Regions from separate parts of the Cricetulus griseus genome. Here region 1 is linked to region 2. A link is a contact called in public Hi-C data. All regions are on one chromosome and are shown on one strand. Each heading gives the region's core, a stretch centred on a gene start, on an enhancer-like site or on the middle of the called end of the contact. The rest is flanking DNA. Distances are from core to core; before and after follow the strand shown. Region 1 holds the start of Arl4c (ADP-ribosylation factor-like protein 4C). Region 2 has its middle 140 kb from the start of Arl4c.

Region 1 (4,544 bases), core at 367-2,866, 130 kb before region 2:
GAGAGAACCTCCATTCTAAACTTTTTCCTTATATCGGAGAATATGTATTGGTTACCATATTTGCCCTTTTGCCAGCTCAATTTGAGATTAATTTGAGACAAATTTTTGTGCCCTTGTCAGGGGAGGGCATCCCAGAACCAATGCAACATTGTTTCTTAAGCAGGCTGTCCGTAGCTGAGGTCTCCCTTAGCAGGTCCCAGCACTCAGACCTGGGTTTCTTCAACTAGCGATGTGGATCGGTAACCTGCATGGACCTCGCCAGTACTCATATCTGTCACCGTACCTGTTCTCGAGTCTAGATAGTGGGAGCCTGGACTGGCTCTTGCAGTTGTGAGAATTCAGTGACGGGAGAAGGCTGTCCTTCCTTGGACAAGTGTGGTTTTCTCACAGACCTTAAGTACAAATGATTTATATATTATATCATATATTAGAACCTAGCATTTGAAAGGAAGGTGCACGTGTGTGTGCATGCATTTGTGTGTGTGTATAACTTTTTAATTCACAAATGATGAATAATATTTTTATTTTCTTTACCTGGACTGTATTTGCTGCCTTTTCTGTCACAGAAGCCAGACCTACAGGAATGTGACTACCTGACCCTTGGCTGGCTATCTCCAGTTCCCATCATCATCAAATCTCTGCGTCATTCATAATCAGCCCCCCCCCCAGTTCCCTCTGCATCCAGAAATAATATGTATCAGTTACATGTTTACAAGGTAGATAACGCCAGTGAATGGAGAGTCAGGAGATGGAACCTAGAGAATGTGTTTGTGACACACCACACCATCAGCTCCAAGTTATAGACGCAAGTTTTACAATCAAGGGTTGTCGAGAGCCCAGGCTTTCCTGGAGCCTGGCAGTCAGGTGATCTGGACTACTCCTCCACCCCCATTCCCTGCCCGCCACTCGACCCCTCCCCCTTGGTCCGAAGGTAGCTAGTTCTCAATGTGGAATGACAAAGGGTGCCTTCTCAATACTAACCTTATCTGGGATGTCAGCAGAGTCGGGGATGGGGGCAAGAGAAAGAATTGTCAGGAGGTGTCTAAGCAGGTGGGTGGTACTCCCAGTTGAGCCTCCCGGGTGCCCCCTGAAGTTAGGGCAGAAAAGGGAGCTGTGTACCAAGAAGGACTAGGGCTCAGGACACGGTAAGGGCACCCAGGTGCGTGAGACCACGCGGTGGGAATGAGATCCGGGTGGCAGGCTGCAGGCTCAAGGAGGTCAGCCCCTCCCCTCCGCCCTCCCGCGCCAATGCCGCAGTCTCTCCGCCCTAGCCCTCTGCAGACGCTGCCCTTGCCCGGCCAGCAGCGTGCTCGGCCCGAGGCGGGGGTTCCGGAGCCCGGAGCTATTTTTAAAAGACGCGTCACCGGGTTGGAGAGGAAGAGCCCGCGCCCGGGCCCATAGTCTGGGCGCGGCCAGCCGGGAGGGTCGCTCGAGCGAGTTTCGAACGACCGGAGCGCGCGAAAAGGCGCTACCGGCCGAGAAGACCCCGCCTGACCCCGGGAGACCGCGGGGCGTGTCAGGGAAGGGGCGTGGCTGGTGGGCGGGCCCAGAGGGGCGGGGCCGGCGCCCTCTGGCCGCTGCAGGCTGGTGGCGGCAGCGGCGGCGGTGGCGGTGGCGGCAGCGCGGGTACTGCAGGAACAGCAAGGCAGCAACGCCGACTGAGACACCCGGGGAAACCCGCGCCCCGCCTGCGCCTCCGCGTCGCGCCGGGGAAGCCGGAGCCAGAGCGGCTCCGAGGCGCCATCGAGGCCAGAGGCTGCTGCAGGGCCGCGGCGCGGGCAAGCCACAGATCCAGGCGGGCGAGCGCGCAGGGCGCAGGCATCCTCCACCGCGGCGTCTGTCCGTGGCGGCTGCGCGGGAGACAAAGCCTCGGGAGGAAGATGCCCGCGGGGCGCGCACCGGGCGGGCCAGGGAGCGGGCGCCTCCGAGCCTAAGTGCGCCCAGCTGTCCGTCCGTTCCGGGGACGCCGAGGCCCAGCGGGTCCAGCAGCGGGCGGGGCCCAGGTGCGCCGGGTCGCAGCGGGCCTGTGACTGCTCGGGGGGCGGCGCCCTCCCGCCGCAGCCGCAGTGGCCGGCGCCGCAGCGAGGAGCCATGGGCAACATCTCCTCTAACATCTCGGCCTTCCAGTCCCTGCACATCGTTATGCTGGGCTTGGACTCTGCCGGCAAGACCACGGTGCTCTACCGGCTCAAGTTCAACGAGTTCGTGAACACGGTGCCCACCATCGGCTTCAACACCGAGAAGATCAAACTGAGCAACGGCACCGCCAAGGGCATCAGCTGCCACTTCTGGGACGTGGGCGGCCAGGAGAAACTACGGCCGCTGTGGAAGTCCTACAGCCGCTGCACGGACGGCATCATCTACGTGGTGGATTCGGTGGACGTGGACCGGCTGGAGGAGGCCAAGACGGAGCTGCACAAGGTGACCAAGTTTGCGGAGAACCAGGGCACGCCGCTGCTGGTCATCGCTAACAAGCAGGACCTGCCCAAGTCGCTGCCGGTGGCCGAGATTGAGAAGCAGCTGGCGCTGCACGAGCTCATCCCGGCCACCACCTACCATGTCCAGCCGGCGTGCGCCATCATCGGCGAGGGCCTCACCGAGGGCATGGACAAGCTCTATGAGATGATCCTGAAACGTAGGAAATCTCTCAAGCAGAAGAAGAAGCGGTAATGCGTCCGGGCAGCGATTGGAAACGAGGCTGAGTGAGCGAGCCACTGAGTGAATGAATGGACGTCTGGGTGAGCGAGAACCCGCGCCCGCGAACAAAGACAACGAACCAAAGCGATGCTTCGAGTTTTTAAGACACGATCTCTGTATCCTAATGCAGGACTTGGAGACTTAACCTGGGATGTGGAGGCTGCATCACCACCCTGCTCGCCACCTGCCCCACCCCCCACCCCAGCTCAGGGGACCTTTTGTCTAAATGCTTGAGCTACAGATGGGGTGGGGTGGGGGTAACCGGCGGGGAGTGAACGTGAGGACGCGAGGGTCCGGTGGTGAGCCCTCTGGCCCCAGGTGGGAAGGTTGGATGTCAGAGACACAAAAGCGATTTCTTCTTGCTCCATCAGGGCCAGAAGTTCAGGCTGCCCAGCCCCCAATGCGGGGGGGAAATCACGTGTGAGTTACCTGAGGTATGCAGTTCACAGAACTCCTGGGATACCCCTGCGGGAGCGGGTAGGCACTGGGGTGTACTGATGGGAGGGTGGGGATGACCGCTCCTTGCATTCTGGAGCTGTGCAAACTGAGTAGTTTTATGTCACAGGGCTGGCCCCTGTTTGCAGTTTCATTTGTCCTGCTCTGGGCCCAAAAGGAGGTGGTGGTTTGGGTCCGTCCAGAGGACTGCCTGGGACCATGCGGCAGCCGGAGGACCCAGGGTGTTGCTGCACTTCTGGCCTTGGCTGGGAATGGCCTGGAAGACGCCACTTTCCAGGGGTGGGTGTGTGTGGTTTTGCTGAGAACTGCTGTTCAGCCTGGCATGAGACCTCTTACAGATGGCCTAGGCCCTATCAGTGTGTTGGTCACTATCACATAAAGAGACCAATAAAACAAAGAAAAACAGAAAACCATTGGAGGTGGTGGTGGTGCCAGTACAGGTGTTCAAAGGGTGAGGTTCTTGACATTAATGCGCTCTCTCTCTCTCTCTCTCTCTCTCTCTCTCTCTCTCTCTCTCTCTCTCTCTCGTGTGTGTGTGTGTGTGTGTGTGTGTGTGTGTGTGTGTGTGTTCCCTCCATACTGCATAATCGGCATAAATACTGGACCCTCTGTGTGGAATTTGAAATTCTCTCAGCCTACTGATTGGTTTGGAGGAGCACACCAACTACAGATGTGTGCTGAATTGCAAAATGGTTTTCTTGGAAGGATGTCTGATCATTCTAACCACGTGGTGATTAGGTTTCAGACATTTTTTTTTAAACAAACAAACAAACAAAAAAAAAAACACTTCCACAAATGAATAATCTTCACTTTGTCCTTTTGTGCCCCTTGGCACTACAAGTGGAGACATGTTCAGATTTCTGAGTTGGGTCTTTGTAGCCTATCTGAGTTCAGTATTTTACTCAAAGTGTGTCATTAGAGTATTTGATGTCATTCACCAAAAGAATAAAACCCCACCTTGGAAATGCTGACCTCGTTTGCATGGATTTGAAGAGAGGAAGGTCTGAAGGATGGAGTCCTTTGGAATTCACCCTGTGGGAGCTGGCCTGGCCTCAGAGCCAGCCAGCACTTTGGTTAAACGCAAACAACAATGAGTGCTTGAGATGAAAAGGGAGCAGGTGTGTGACGTCATGGTCACTGGTACTCAGGCACTTCACAGTTTACTTGAAAAAGGCTTTGGAAAATAGATAAAGTGAAAGAATAAATACATATTTTTAATAATGTAATTTTAAAAATCCTTTATAATCAGGAGTGAGTCTTGGCTTGGTAAAAGCTGCCATTTGTCCTGAAACACAGTATCAAAAGAGAAATTTACAACTAGCAGGTTTTGTTGTTGTTGTTTTTTTTTTTTCAATCTCCCCTCTGAATCCATCTTTTAGGGTAGGAGTTTG
Region 2 (4,637 bases), core at 37-2,536:
AATTGCCTGTTGCACTTGTCACTCACGTGGGTTGTTTGATTTCTTCTTAACCATCACTGTATTTAGTGGGGCAACTAAATTTGGGGGAACAGAGAGGGAAAAGCAAGAAGAATGGAGAAAAGTTATGTTTGGGATTCAAATGAAGACAGCAGGTAGGGGGATCAAAGGTGGGGAAAATACCTGTGACTTTTGCAGCTATGTCATGAGACAAATCCATCAATTCAGGCAGTTGAAAGAGGGAGAGCCATGGAGACACTCATGATACAGGGCAGGTGACGAACTAGAGCAGGAGCTAAAATGATGGAAGAAGAAAGTACCCTAGCATCTTCTCCCTTACCTGTGGGCAAGGTGACTTTGGCCAAGCTCCTATCTAGTTTTGATGTCTTGATAGTATGTCACTTACACCTATCTTTTGGGTCCAGAGCCTGGAGACTGACTTCCTTGTCTGAATCTACTGGGACTCACTAGAGATTTGAATCTAAGCATTACAATTTGAGATCTAAAATTAACGAATATGTTAGGTGAGATTATCCCACCATTTCCAGCGAGTCCAGTGAATGAAACGCATGATTCCTAGTATGTCACAGAAATGCTTCCAGTCCAGAGCTCTGCCTGCAACTGACTTCCATCCTGGGTCAGCAGGTAGACTCTGTGATGAAGAGTCAGGGGGCAGACAGGTTTGGTTTGGAGAAAGTTTAGAGAGGGCTTTTTTTTTTTGTCTGTTTCCCCCTCTTTCCCTTATTTCTCCAGAGTGCTTTTAAAACAACATTATGGTGGCTGTGATCTGAAAAATGGGAAGGAATGATAAGGCAGAATCAGTTCTTGTGGCCCAAAAGTAGGGTGCAAACACTCTGGGTAATGGCAGTGGATTGGAAGGCAGCCTTCATGCTAGTCTTTCACTCAGTTGGCAGCTGGATACAGTCACCTCCAACTGCCTAAACCCAAGGAGGGTATAAACAGCCAATGTCCTGAACTCTTGGGTGCTAGGAATTCCATGTATCATCTTATGTCACTGGAACCCTTGCCCCGTGGCACATGGATTATTTGCCCCAACTACAGATGAGGAAAGACTTTGCCCAAAAAGTCTAAATAAGTTGCCCAAAGACAAGCAAGCTGGTTGGCAGTGGAGCGCAGACGCAGGCAAGTGTGGCTCCAAAGCAGCAGAGGGCAGCTTGCTGACTTAGTCACCATCTTCTGCCTTTGTCCTTCCTGATCCTCTCCCCTGACTCACAGGAAGCTACAGAGATATCACAGGCAACTGTCCAGGCTGTGGGTCACACAACTCCCAGTCATACTGATGTCTCATTGCCTGGATGAATCCTTCCAATTCTGTCCTTGGCTCCAGCCCTCCCTCAGGATGTAGGCACATTCTCTGAGGTTTCCCTCCCACCAGCTACAGCCTTAATCATGGCCGCGCCATCCAAGCTCAGAAACACTCTCTATACGTTCTTCTTAATAAAATCCACTTCTTTTACTGCATTCCTTTTTCTCTTCATAAAAAGAACTGAGAAGTCGATTCTTCCTCTTGTCTCTAATCCTTAATTCTTTTGCAAGATGGCCTTGATTTTTGCTCATATACAAAATAAATCTCTTTCTCTCTCCCTGTCTTTCTCCCTCCTCCAACAAAGGCTAGTAATGCTGTGGTTTAGATTTGAGATGTTATATATTAAGGGCTTATCATCCAGCTAATGGCTTTTGGGGAAGTGATTAGATTCTGAAGGTTCTGATGTGCTCAAGGACTAATTCCTTGATGGAGCTATAATGTGAATTCAAAAGTAGGAGGTGTGGGCCAGTTAGTGAAAGTAAGTCACAGGCACACCCTGGAAGTATGGATATTATCGTCATGGTTAGTTTTTATTGTCAACCCAACACAACCTAGAGTGGCATGGGAAGAAGGAACCTCAGTTGAAGAACTGTCTACATTAAATTGGCCTGTAGTCTTGTTTGTGAGGACTTGTCTTCATTGATGATTGATGTAGGTGGAAGGCGCTGGCCCACAGTGGGCAGCACCATCCCTAGGCTTTTCTAGGATTTGTTTCATTATGATCAAATAAATAGGCACTCAAAAGTTGATGGTATAGTGGTTTAAGGAGGCCTGGATACTTCTTAAGCTGGTGGCTGATCTTGCCAAATCTTTAGGATCCTGATCTCTTGGGCATGCAGAACTCAAGAGTTACAGGGCCATGGAGATTTCCACAGAGATTTAAAAGGAACATTGGGAGGGATGGCAATGTGTGGTAGAATCAGACAGCCTGCACGCAGTCCCCCAGTGGGTGATGCCTAGAACTGTGAGGGTGAAGTTGATGTAATTGAGACCCCAGGAAGTTAGAGATGCCAGGAATATGGAAAGTCTACTAAGATAGTCTAGGAGAGAGGCCATGCATACTTCAACAGATAAAGTGGGGTTATATAAAACATTCAGACCTTATATCCAACTACCAAATACCCTGTATACTAGTGGACCCGAGGTACAGAATAATGTTTGCCCTGCTGGATTTGATCCTACACTTCCTTTCTGTGCTCTAATCCTCTGTTTGAAAAGGAATGCTTATTCTGAGCCTTCGTACATTGGAAGTATGTAATGTCTTTTAGAATCTTGCGGGAGTTTGTATTAAGAGCTAAAAGGTTGTCTTGAGTCTATAAACTTAAACTTGAGCTTTTAAGTAATGCTGGGACCATTAAAACTATAGAGATAGACTGAATATATTTTGCATTATAAGGTAGTCATGAGCCTTTAGGGACCAGAGAAAGAATATCACAGTTTGTGTATGAAATGTTTCTGCTGGGCTTACATGCTGGGATTTGATTGCCAGCTTCTGGGCTTTGGAGAAGTGTTTGGATCCTGAAGGTTTTGGCCTAATGGCTAAGTATTTTTGGAAATTCCTGGTTGTAGGTTTCTCCGCCGATGCAATAAGCCAAATCCAGCCAAATTAATAAGACCAGGTTTAATAAACAGAGCAAAGCAACTTCCATGTTACTCTCAGGGGAGATGGGAGAAAAACCATGTGTCAGGTCTGGGGGGCAGGTCTTAAATACCCTGTAGGTATGGTAACGGGCATCTCAGGGGAAGGAGCTACCTCTTGGCTGGCTTTCTGAAGTGGGGGGGCTGGAGAGAGAGAGGTGGGGCTGAGGTGAAGGTTCCACCTAAACACTAATAAATATCTTAATTCTTGGGCATGAAGATGGAGGGGGAGGCATTTTATGTGCCTGAAACCCAAGAAGATTGACTTCTCAGAAAAAGAAGCCAGAGCAGGAGGAATCGAGCATGGTGGCAGCCTCCTCTGTTATGGGGACAAGAAGAAACATATTGCTGAGCTCATTTGGATTTCACAGTCTACATTGCAGTGTTCTTGTCTGTGCAGACACAAATAGAAGTAAAAATAGCTAGAGCAGCAGAAATACAATCTGGGAAACATCCACTTTAAAGATTAATTTGAAGACACAGCACTGCACACCCCTACAGTTACAAATCACTTTTGACAACGGGGATGCCAGTGGAGAGGGACTATCTGGTCATGCTACCAACCTGAGGAGTGCCCTTCTCAGGTTGCTAAGGGAAGTGATTTAAATAAGAAACCTGCTATATAAGCTGACACTTAGGGATTGTGCCACGAGGAAGTAAGCTGTCTGCATACAAATGCATTTTATTAATGAAAAGGCAGATATTTGAAGCAAAGTTCCTTTTTCTGTTCATTAATACTTATGCAGGACTGTGACTGCCATAAGTGGTGCTGAGAGCTTGCTTAGTGTTTCAATACTGGCTTAGTGAACATGAGGCCCTTGGTTCGGTCTTGAGCATCACAAAATAAGATTTTGCACAAGAGAGTTAAAAGAACTGTAGCAGATAAACAAAATGCCATGAGTATAACGATGAATAGGGATTTTCTCCCTATGTAAAATAAAAAATTAAATAGACTCTAGGGAATGAAAACTTTGATAAAGAGTCTCCAAGGGCTCATGAGATGGCTCAGTGGGGGTAAAAGTGCCCACCATGCAAGCCTAAGGACCTGAGTTCGTTTAATGCGCAGAACTCAAGTAAAGTTTCGAGGAGACAGCTAACTCAGGAACTCTGTCCTCTGACTGACACATAGAGAAAACAGGTGACCTCTGCTCCCAACAGCACACACACACACACACACACACACACACACACACACACACACACACTGAATAATTTAAAACGGAAGGAAGGAAGGAAGAAAGAAAGAAAGAAAGAAAGAAAGAAAGAAAGAAAGAAAGAAAGAAAGAAAGGGAAAGAGCCAGAAATAGCCTGTGAGGCTAACCACACAAAAAGTCAAAACAATAGACATGGAAGAATTTCAAAGGAGAACAGGCCCAACAATGACTACAAAGTGAGAAGAGGACAAATGAAGAGTGAAGAAACAGCAGTAGTTCAACTCAGTAGGTTCTTTCCAAATGGCTTTTCAGGTCTAGTCTGACTTGACTATGGAGAGCAGTAGAGTTGAGGTTTTTACAGATACAACTGAGAACCAGCAGCACCCAGATGCTGGAAAGTGATTTTACAAGAATTCAGAGAAAAATAAAAAAAATCAGCGTTTGGGAGTTAGCTGAAGACTCTTTAAGTGTGACTGTTTCACCCTGGAAGTCTCTGTCTCCCCTCTGGGTGGTGGTTGGTA

The links. A called contact is a pair of places that touch in the nucleus more often than the background predicts.
Region 1: a contact with region 2 is called in a Hi-C map of fibroblasts, with 2.1 times the contacts expected there. The contact joins the promoter of Arl4c here to the enhancer-like site in region 2. A contact is called at or near these places in 4 of 8 Hi-C or Micro-C datasets (the CHO-K1 cell line, fibroblasts and liver).

Annotation. Positions count from the first base shown.
Region 1 is chr2:440,258,712-440,263,255 of CriGri-PICRH-1.0, reverse strand. Arl4c (ADP-ribosylation factor-like protein 4C) reads left to right here and starts at 1,616. Exons shown (of 1, transcript XM_027397503.2): 1 at 1,616-4,544. The coding sequence starts at 2,092. The coding sequence ends at 2,670.
Region 2 is chr2:440,123,745-440,128,381 of CriGri-PICRH-1.0, reverse strand. No RefSeq gene overlaps it. Among named protein-coding and RNA genes, the nearest start is that of Arl4c, 140 kb to the left of the region's middle. Within about 2 kb of position 1,286, at least 3 of the 6 cell types and tissues checked have open chromatin away from gene starts, as enhancers often do. A contact at or near this core is called in the CHO-K1 cell line and fibroblasts, where this site is marked.